Linked DNA regions of Mus musculus: region 2 is linked to region 1. The links are chromatin contacts, called in public promoter capture Hi-C maps. All regions are on one chromosome and are shown on one strand. Each heading gives the region's core, a stretch centred on a gene start, on an enhancer-like site or on the middle of the called end of the contact. The rest is flanking DNA. Distances are from core to core; before and after follow the strand shown. Region 1 holds the start of Slc43a3 (solute carrier family 43, member 3). Region 2 overlaps P2rx3 (purinergic receptor P2X, ligand-gated ion channel, 3).

What was found. Promoter capture Hi-C pulls out the DNA fragments that hold promoters and counts their contacts.
Region 2: a promoter capture Hi-C map of 3T3-L1-derived adipocytes shows a contact between it and region 1, with 2.3 times the contacts expected there. The contact joins the enhancer-like site here to the promoter of Slc43a3 in region 1. A contact is called at or near these places in 12 of 39 promoter capture datasets (the 3T3-L1 cell line, 3T3-L1-derived adipocytes, the HPC-7 cell line and 8 more), 5 of 484 Hi-C or Micro-C datasets (ECoMG myeloid progenitors, bone marrow-derived macrophages, embryonic stem cells and 2 more), 6 of 115 datasets of contacts at active chromatin or transcription factors (the 230-238 cell line, cardiomyocytes, effector CD8 T cells and 3 more) and 2 of 9 other capture datasets (adipose tissue and liver).

The regions. Positions count from the first base shown.
Region 1 is chr2:84,935,280-84,940,552 of GRCm38.p6, forward strand. It overlaps Slc43a3 (solute carrier family 43, member 3), which reads left to right and starts at 1,367. Exons shown (of 13, transcript NM_021398.3): 1 at 1,367-1,570; 2 at 2,244-2,590; 3 at 2,944-3,073. The coding sequence starts at 2,407.
Region 2 is chr2:85,010,332-85,015,720 of GRCm38.p6, forward strand. The region is part of intron 8 of P2rx3 (purinergic receptor P2X, ligand-gated ion channel, 3); the gene reads right to left. Among named protein-coding and RNA genes, the nearest start is that of Gm39868, 21 kb to the left of the region's middle. Within about 2 kb of position 3,815, at least 39 of the 459 cell types and tissues checked have an H3K27ac peak or open chromatin away from gene starts, as enhancers often do. A contact at or near this core is called in 3T3-L1-derived adipocytes, effector CD8 T cells, hematopoietic stem and progenitor cells and 1 more, where this site is marked.

The sequences.
Region 1 (5,273 bases), core at 117-2,616:
GCCTGGAACTGTGTTAAAACAAGCTTAGTTAGGGCAGCTGAGGCAGGATTACCTAAAGCTTAAAGTCAGTCAAAAGAGAGCAAAAAAGACCCTGTCTGAATCCTAGACAACTGTTGGGATAGGAAAAAAGAAGAGTTTTTTTTTTTTAATTAATTAATTAAATTAATTTTAAACTCCAGATTTTATCCACCCTCCGACTGCCCTCTGAAAGACCCAACCAAGCAGCTGAAAGAGTCAGATGCAGATATTTGCACCCAACCAATTGACAGTTTTTGTTTGTTTGTTTGTTTGTTTTTTGGTTTTTCCAGACAGGGTTTCTCTGTATAGCCTTGGCTGTCCTGGAACTCACTTTGTAGACTAGGCTGGCCTTGAACTCAGAAATCCGACTGCCTCTGCCTCCTGGGTGGGATTAAAGGTGTGTGCCACCACACCCGGCTTTTTTTTTTTTGAAAGAGACTCTTTTATTTTACAAGTTGGCAAATGTCGCTTAAAAGCTTTGTCTGAGGAAATCCCAGTCTCTGGTATATGTAAGTGATGTTTGGAGGAGATAACTTGTTCCCTTGCCTCAGGTTATGCCAGCTATTTTCTTTTTTTTTTTATTATTTATTTTTTTTATTACATATTTTCCTCAATTACATTTCCAATGCTATCCCAAAAGTCCCCCATACCCTCCCCCCACTTCCCTACCCACCCATTCCCATTTTTTTGGCCCTGGCGTTCCCCTGTACTGGGGCATATACAGTTTGCGTGTCCAATGGGCCTCTCTTTCCAGTGATGGCCGACTAGGCCATCTTTTGATACATATGCAGCTAGAGTCAAGAGCTCCGGGTTACTGGTTAGTTCATAATGTTGTTCCACCTATAGGGTTGCAGATCCCTTTAGCTCCTTGGGTACTTTCTCTAGCTCCTCCATTGGGAGCCCTGTGATCCATCCATTAGCTGACTGTGAGCATCCACTTCTGTGTTTGCTAGGCCCCGGCATAGTCTCACAAGAGACAGCTACATCTGGGTCCTTTTGATAAAATCTTGCTAGTGTATGCAATGGTGTCAGCGTTTGGATGCTGATTATGGGTTGGATCCCTGGATATGGCAGTCTCTACATGGTCCATCCTTTCATCTCAGCTCCAAACTTTGTCTCTGTAACTCCTTCCATGGGTGTTTTGTTCCCACTTCTAAGGAGGGGCATAGTGTCCACACTTCAGTCTTCATTCTTCTTGAGTTTCATGTGTTTAGCAAATTGCAAAGAAGGAAGTGGTGGAGACAGGGGAGGGTCCCAAGCTCTTACTGGAGGAGACAAGCAGGAGGCGGCCAACCTGAGGCAGAGGACTAGGAGGGGCCATGAGAGCGGGAAACCGGCCCATCGCGGGTAGGACTGGAAGGATACTGGCCGGGTCTGGCCGAGCTGGGCTGGGTCTGGCTGAGCAGAGCAGAGCCGAGCCGGGCAAAGCTCGACAGGGAGGCTCTGGGCGGAGGGTAGTGGAAGGCGGTAGCCTGGTGGCGGCGAGGCTGCGGCGACAGAGATCCGGGAGAGAGTTGCTGCCGGCTGGAGCGCGACCTCTTGCCTGGTGGAAGTTAGTGACTGTCGGTAGAGGCAGCGGGAGGGTGGGTGGGGGTGGGGGATGGGAATTGTGGTCCGAGACAAGGCTCTTGTTGGGATATTTTTCATAGTGACCAAGTAGCCGTGAGACCTTGGGGCAAGTTCAGAAAACCTTCGGAAGTTTTTGTTTTTGCCGCACTGAAGAGTTCCCGCTGTAGACCGAACATTTATTTGTCAGGCCTTCGAATGGCTCAGGGTGGCTGCTCCTCTGGTGGACTGTATTCAGGCTTTCAAGTCGGGGGTTCTGGGGGGGTGGGAGGGGAGCTCCTACCTCTGCTTGTGATGTCCCCAAACATTAGGCAGGATGTGTGTGTGTGTGTGTGTTTTTTTTCCTATGTGGCATGTGTTGCCATTGAGACCTGCCTTATCTTCTTACCCATGGGTAGTTTCGCGGGTTCTGTGAATGAAAGGATGTATGGACGGTATTTTGGCGGGGGGTGGGTGTTGGGGGTGCGTGGGCGTTGTTTTTGTTTTTCCATGTTTGGGAATGAATTCTAGATAACATTCTATGGCTCAACCGCATTCGCTGGTCATGTATGAAAGTTTTTATTTTCCAAATCCTCACGGCCTTTCTCCTGAGGACCCCTTTCCCTCGGTGTCTTTTTCCCAAGCTTCCTGTACCAGGCTACTTCTGCCTCATTTTCCAGGCTCCATGGTTATTCCATGGCGTTTCTTGCTCAACCCAGAGACAGCTGGAACAAGAGGGCTCATTGAAGTCGAGAGCTTGCCAAAGGAATTTCCCACACATCACTACCAGTGGTCCTCTCTGAAGCTCAGGACAGGATTTGTGGACTCACTTCACCTCAGACCATGGCAAGCAAGGGCTTGCCCCTTTACTTGGCCACCTTGTTGACTGGACTCTTGGAATGCATCGGTTTTGCTGGTGTCCTCTTTGGCTGGACTTCACTGTTGTTTGTGTTCAAAGCAGAAAACTACTTTTCAGAGCCCTGTGAACAGGACTGCTTGCTCCAGAGCAATGTAACAGGGCCTTCTGGTAAGGACAAAGATGGCTTTTTCATAGGAAGCTGTGCTTGGTTCCTGGGAGTTGGGAAAGAATAGGAAGGTCTCTGTGCTTTACCCACCCTGCCAGCCTTTCCATGGGGGGGGGGGACTGTCAGCCCCCTCTCACCCCTTATGTGGAGGCTATCAAATGGGGAAGGAAGCACCTGGTTTTAGAGGGGGACCTTTAGAGACCAATATATTTTAATGCACCTTGGTAGCTTTCTGGTCAGCAAAGTTGTTCAAGGTAGAGGGGAGTCTGGTCTGGGCACTGACCTGGCAGGAAGGTTGGGGTGCGTCAGATTCTGTCTCACATAATCAGGGTTCCTAAGAGCTTTTCTCTCCCAGATTTAAAAGCGCAGGATGAGAAGTTCTCACTCATCTTTACCCTGGCATCCTTCATGAATAACTTCATGACCTTTCCCACTGGCTACATCTTTGACCGCTTCAAGACTACTGTGGCCCGCCTGATAGCCATGTAAGCCTGGGCAGAAGCAAGGGAGAGGGAGTGGTGTGTGGGAGACCAGATAGTGGTGAGGCAGCAGTCTGGCTTAGAGGCAAACCCTGCCCCAGCAGCAGGGTCACCGTCCTTAGCACCACCCTCTTCCTACTGCTGGCTTCCTTTCCCTTTGCACCTTCCCCTGTAGTGTCCTATCCTGTTATATGCTCAACTTCCTGAGAGGCCAGGGTTTCAAAATTAACAATGTATAGTCGATACCATCTGCTTTCCTTGTTCCTTGAATCCCCAGTCTCTTTTCTGGCAGGGCCTCACATCTAGGTGGCTCAGGCTTTGCCTTCATTCTCTGCTGCTTATCATTTTCTGAGTTGTCCCACCCAATGGTGAAATTTCAGGTGCCCTCTAATTAGTCAGGAGCCTCTTACACTGGGAGTTTCCCCTGCAAATGAGTCAGAGACCTCGTGCTCTTTTACAGGGTTCTGTTGCCTCCTGATTACAGTAGTGTCCATGGCTAGGTTCATTGATAAGCAGGTCTGCTAAGTCCCAATACAGCCCATGTAGGAGCAGATATGTGGTGAGGCAAAGAAAGAGAAAAGGAAAGTAGAGAGTAAAGCAAATTCCTTACACTTAAGCTTTGGGGAGAATAAGTCCTTACACAGAAACTCGAATTTTGTTTCCTGTAGTTTCTTCTCTGCCACGTGTCTTTTGAACTTCTGCTTTCTTTCTTTTTTTCTTTTCTTTCTTTCTTTCTATTTGTTTTTTTGTTTTTTTGAGACAGGGTTTCTCTGTATAGCCCTGGCTGTCCTGGAACTCACTTTTAGACCAGAACTCAGAAATCTGCCTGCCTCTGCCTCCTGAGTTCTGGGATTAACTTCGGCTTTCTTCTTCCTCCTCCTCCTCCTCCTCCTCCTCCTCCTCTTCCTCCTCCTTCTTCTTCTTCTTCTTTTTAGATTTATTTATTTATTATATGTGAGTACAATGTAGTTGTCTTCAGACACACCAGAAGAGGGCGTTAGATCCCATTGCAGATGGTTGTGAGCCACCATGTGGTTGCTGGGATTTGAACTCAGGATCTCTGGAAGAGCAGTCAGCGCTCTTATCCGCTGAGCCCCTGAACTTCTGCTTTCTATTTGTTATCTATCTTTACAAAGTCCTCCACCACTAAGGGGGCCCAAGAACAAGAACTTTGGCATTTATGCTAGAATCACTTGAACTTTTTTGAACTTTTTTTTTTTCCTGCTGGGGATTGAACCCAGGGATTCATGAAAGGCAGGCAAGTGTCTACTTCTGTGTTGGTGACTTTCTTGTTACTGTGATTGATATGTATATATGTATAAAACCAAAGCAACTTAGAAAAGGAAACATTAAATTGAGCTTATGGTTCCAGAGTCTATGACGGTGTAGGGAAGGCTTGGCCTTAAGGCTGCCGGAACAGCAGTAAGAACTCCCATCTGGTCCACAACCAGGAAGCTGAGAGTACACTGGGGGTGGCATCACACAGCCAGCCACCTCCTCAAACAAGGCCATGCCTCATAGTCCTCTCCACCAACTGGAACCAAGTATAGAAATGTATGAGCCTGTTGGGGGCATAGTCATTCCAACCACCACAACTTCTAAGCCACACCCCGAGCTGTGAACGCCATGACTTTGAATTTGGAATCAAGATCATTCTGATCCAGGCGTGTCCAACCCTTCTGACATTGTGACACCGAGTTGTCACCTGAACTCTTCAACAATCATGCAGTCCAGTTACACACACACACACACACACACACACACACACACACACATCTCGATAACTTTTTTTTTTTAACTAGGTTTATGATTCTCTTAGTTCGACTTCATAACTATCCTTGGTTGCATGTTGACTAACCCTTTCCTTTTCCAGGAAAGGCTACTGAGGCCCAGAGGAAGGCAGTACCTTGTCTAAAGTCACATGTGGAGATGAAATTAGAATTTAAGGTTTTGATTTGCAGGCCAGGCACCAGCCCCCTTTCCCAAGGGGTTGGCCTCAGGACAAGAGGCCCTGTGCCTTGCCTACTGTAGTCCTGAGTCATTTACACATCAGTTGCGCTCATTATCCAAGATTTCCCAGTTTAGCCGTAGATACTGGACTCTGGACTAGTTACTTTCTTGTTACTGGGATAAAATACAGCAACAAAAGTGACTCGAGGAGGGAAGCCTTCTCATGGCTCCAGGCTCTGGTCCATCATGGTAGGAT
Region 2 (5,389 bases), core at 2,565-5,064, 78 kb after region 1:
GACAGATAAAGGATGAGTAAGTACAAACGCCAATTGCTGTAATAAATCATTTGTCAGAGGTGCTTCTGTGGGGCAGGGTTGAAGCTCCATCCCAGTGTGACAGGGCTATAAATAACAGTGCACCCTTCAGCAGCCCCAGCTTCCAAAGCCCTTCCCTGGCCATGCCCCTAGACACCTATGTGTGTTAATTTAGGCTCTCAGAGTTTACAGAGTCTTTACAGCCCATTTTATAGAAATAGAAACAGGTTTACAGAGGGAATGAGACTTGCTCTCAATCACACTTATTCCCTGGGCTGGAATCCATCCATACCCTGGGCTCTAACTAGTTCATCTTTGTTTCATGATGATGGTGGTGGTGGAGATGGTGATGATATGATGGTGGCAACAACTATTATTATTAAAAACAGAGTCTCACTATATAGCCTAACCTGTCCAAGTTGGCCTGGAGCTCACTATGTAGACCAAGATGACTCACAGCTCAAAGAGCTCTGCATGCCTCTGCATCCTGAGTGCTAGGTGTAAAGGTAGATATTGACTGTTCTTTTTGCTTTGTTAGTCTCCTGTAGTCCAGCCTGGTCTCAAAGTCAATATGTAGCTGAGAATGACCTTGAATTTAGGGTCCTCCTGCCATAGTCTCCCAAATGCTCAAATTACAGGTGTGTACCTCCATGTCTAGTTTTGTTCTTGATTGGGCATCAGAAACCAGGGCCTTGTGTATACTAAGCAAATAGTCTACAACTGAGCTACACCCCCTTTGTTTTAGTTATTCTTAGCTTAATTATTCTTAGTCATCTCTCAGTATTTCCAAAAGGTTGATTCTAGAAGCCCCGTGGACACCAAAACCCATTTTATATAAGGCTCAAACCCTTTATATAAAATTGCATAGTGTTTCTCTATAAACTGTGCCCCTTGCTTTGTTTGTGTTAGAGCCTCCCTAGATAACTTATAATGAATGCCTAACAAAGTGTACATTTTGTGCAAATAGTGGTTCTTCTGTATTTTTTAGGGTATAAGAAGGAAACAAAGCCAGCTCTTCTTTGGGGTGTGTATAATTGCTTCCTCAAATGTCTTTGATCTACATTTGATAGTGTCCACAGATATAGAGCCCACAGCTAAGGAAAGCTGCCTGCATTTTTATGGATAAACAATTTTGCTATTTGGGTTCAGGTTTATCATTCCCTTGATCACAGGAACTTGCCTCTTTCAACTCTCTGTCCACCATGAAGCTCAGCATGTGATAGAACTAGAAGCTGAAAGAGACCTTCAAAGTCATCTCATCATTATCTGTAAGAGTTTTCATCCCTGAGGCCTGAACACTCCTGTGCAAGGAAGCAGGCAGCCAAATTTATCTTTGAGTAGTGCCAGCCATTGCAAGGGCTTCCCCATGCCGAGCTGACATTCAGCAGTGTTTGCTGAATGGAGAAGGGTTTTTAACACGGTGCACAAATCCCTTGGAAGCACTCATATATCTGTTTAGAAATGATTTGTCCTCCCATAGAGTAGTGGAAACTCCTTTCTAAAGCAGGACTCAAAACTGTTAAACCAGCAGGAAAAACAGCAATAAACATGCAGGATCCGGGTTTGACTTGGGAAGGAAGAGTTGGGCCTGGAATTTGGGTTTCTCTGTGAAGGAGGTGCTGTTCTCAGCAAAGCTTTGCCTGCTGGGAAGTCATTTTGCCAGCTGAAATACACTTTTACAGTTGATTCCGTACCGATAGGAAAATATCGCCTGGCAGTCTCTTTGCATCTGGGACGGGGGCCACATCCTTAGAGCCTGCTGGGACTCCTCCCCTGAGAGACAGGCCTGAAGCCAAGTTTATTTACTTAAGAGTCTAGGGACCTGATTAATTGCAAAAGCAGCCATTTAAAAAGTCTGCTGTTGATTTTTAAAAGCACATTACTAGCTGGCTGGAGCGGCCCACACCTGTCATCTAGGCATCAGGAAAGTAGGAGGATTACTGTGAGTTAGAAGCTAGCTATCCTGGGTCACATGAGCTGTAGGCTAGTCTGGGCCACATGGGCAAGCAGGGCGTGGGAGGCAACCTTACTGGTCCTGCTATGTTATCTGTAGCTGCAAGTGTAGGTTGTGAGGCCAGCGGCCCAGTCTTTGAATACCTTCTCTGGCACTATATAAGGTATGTGGCCTTGGCTAGATAAAGGAGACTCTGAGGCCCAGAGTTCCTCAGAGGTGAGAAGATAACCCTCTTAGTTCCTTGGTCAGCACTCAAAAAGTTTTCGATCCTATTTTCTACTAACAACATCAGTTGCTGTGCTGACAGGATGGAAACACACATTAGAAAAGGCTGGGTCCACCCAGGACCACTGGCCCTCTCATTACTACCACAGGATGGTGAGGAGCGAAAAGGATCATGGCGACAAAAAAACATACCCCACGGAAGAGGCCTTCCAACGGTATGGTTTTCTGTGAAAAGGACTGAAGTGGCTGCCTTTAAAGACACATGTCCTGTGGCATTTGGAAGGAGGAGGGGAAATGCAGACTGTAGAGAAGTGACGAGCGCCAGGGCCCACTTCAGCTCTGACTCTTTCAGTTGGCCGAGGAGCTCAGTGATCTGCACGCTGTGATATGGTAGCGGAACCAGGCCAACTCTGCGTTTTGAGAAAGCTGCTGTGGGTGCGTTTCCAACACAGAGCGCCTGCTGGAAACACCTAGCACGCGAGGAACAGCTAGCAGATGAACAGGCCTTTTTTTTTTTTTTTTTTTTTTTTTGTCCCAGACACCAAGAGAGGAAATCCAAAATTGAGCTGCCTTTTCGGAGCAATGCTGTCTTAGGAACTCTTAGAGGGAAACTGAGAAACCAGACATCATGAAAAGTGCTTCTGTTCGTAGATGGAGCTTGGGGACTCTTATGGAAGAATAAGGGAAGGATTGTGGGCCCCAAACAGGATAGGAACTCCACAGAACAACCAACAGAGTCAACTAACCTGGACCCTTGGAGTCCTCAGAGACAGAACTACTGACCAAAGAACTTACACAGGCTGGATCATTGCCTGCACATATGTAGCAGATGTGCAGCTTGGTCTTCATGTAGGTCCTGAATAACTGCAGCTGGGGCTATCCCCAAAGCTGTTGCCTGTCCATGGGATATGTTCTTCTAGCTGGGCTGCCTTGCCGGGCCTCAGTGGGAGAGGATGTGCCTAGCCTTGCAAAGATTTGATGTGACAGGGTGCAGGGATATCCAAAGGGCCCCAATCTCTTGGAGGAGAAGAGGAGGGAGGATGGAGGGGGGGGAGGAATGTGGGAGGGGGTAACGGAGAGGGGGAAAGTGAGTGGGATGTAAAGTGAATTAAAAAAAAATTCTTTACTAAAGGTGAAGGAGTTTTAAAAAGTGCTTCTGCTTTCCCCCTACTAATCAGCACTGTAATCTTACAGTTACTACATTTGTGTGTTGTTGGCAAGTCATAATAGTTGAAGGTAAGTTAGAAGGAATGAATACAGACCAAGACTCTGGCTTTGAGCCTTGGTGAAGGTGGGTCATTTCTGACAAGTTTCAAAACCTTTCTGCGTGGGAGGGTGTGGTGATCTGTGAATGAGGTCAGAAGCACAGGTGTGAAAGAAAGGGTTTCACAGGTTCACCGTTCAGGGCTCTTAACATAAGGAACAGAGGTGAGCTTTTGAGGTCTTCAAAGACATGGAATTTTAGATTGCATATGTACAAATGTATACGGAGCTGGAAGGACCTACCTGCCCCCATCTAGGATGCTAATTTCCTGTGAGGGTAACAGAACTATATGAGAGAAAGGGGGCCCATGTCACTACTTCCTGTGAGTCTTATATTTGCAGACAAATATCTTTTAGTGACATGCTAGGGACTGACCTCAGAACCACAGCCTTGGGCATGCTAAGAAAGTGGTCTACCACTGAGCTACGTCTCTAGTCTAAAAAAGAGTATCTTTTAAGGAAATGTATATTTGGGGGCCAGAGATATGGCTCAATGGTTAAGAGAACTGACTGCTGCTGCTCTTCCAGAGGTCCTGAGTTCAATTCCCAGCCACCACAAGATGGCTCACAGGAATCTATAATAGGATCAGATGCCCTCTTCTGGCGTGTTTGAAGACAGCTACAGTGTACTCATAAAATAAATAATCTTAAAGAAAAGAAAATCTATATTTGTAGATAAAATGGCTTTTAAGAAAAAAATTGCTTATGTCTGTGAGTGCCTGTTCTTTTACTGGGCAATGGTTCACACTTTGAGCAACAGTATAAAGGGATTAGCAGCCTCCACCTGGTAGTAGAGGGACTTGGACTAGATCTCATATGTACCTTCTGGTTCAAGCTTCTCCCTGACTTGGTGCACTGCTTTGTCTCTGTTCTGGATGCTGGCGGGGCTTCCCCTCTCCTCACATGCCCATGTGACTTTAGTTCCAGCCCCTGCCTTCTGTCCTCTGCCCTGTAGACCCATGTCCTATCTTTGGGGCCTGTAATTTCCCTGCACTCTGCCCACACTTTCAGATCAGCCCCTTTATTAAGCTCTCCTCGAATTACCCAATTTGAAACTGCCATCTGCTTCCTGCCGAATCCCTGATAGATACAGTGTTATAAATCTGTCATTAAACCATCAGTGCCTACACACACACACACACACACACACACACACACACACACACACACTGACTTGCTCTCACTCAGACTTAGCCACATTCAGTGGCTAACGAACACATTAATGCCCTCACATGCTCTCTGTGCTCACACAATTACAACAAGGAGCCCATCTTAAAACCCTGTACCGGTGAACTGAGTGTCTACCTGAGCTGCAAGACCCACTTCTCAGTCCTGTGTTTAAGCTACGGGATGCCACCTCCTGGGGGTCTTTTATCTGCATTGTTGAACTGCTAGGTTTTATTTTTAGATACAGCTGCACTTTGTCCACCACAAATCCAGACAACCCTAGCAACTGCATTCTCAATATGCTTGGAAAAAAGCTTTGAAAACATTATATTGAGGGATAATTAGAATATTTACCTATGGGGAATAGGCAAACCAAGGAGTGAAAATTCTCTCCACCAAATTGCAGGTGGAGAAAGAACAAAAGCCTTTAGTGAACATACAAAAATTAATATAGATGGATAGTATAGATGGATAGAACCAAGCACGTTAGGTAAGGATTGAAGGGAGATGCACCCCCAAGGCTACTTTGCCAGTAACTGGACCTGGCTCATTACAAACAGGTGACCGTATGAAGTATCCTTGTGCTTGGGATTATGTCTTAGGAAGACAGATGCGGGAGCAAGGATAGAATGACCTCTAAGGCTATATATACTAAGTTGCTCTCACAATCTCAGACAAATCACTTCTCCCTCAGAGCTCCTGTTTCCTCTCTGAAAGAGGACAGCTTTGTCTAGAAGTGCCCAATGGATCTTTTAACACCTA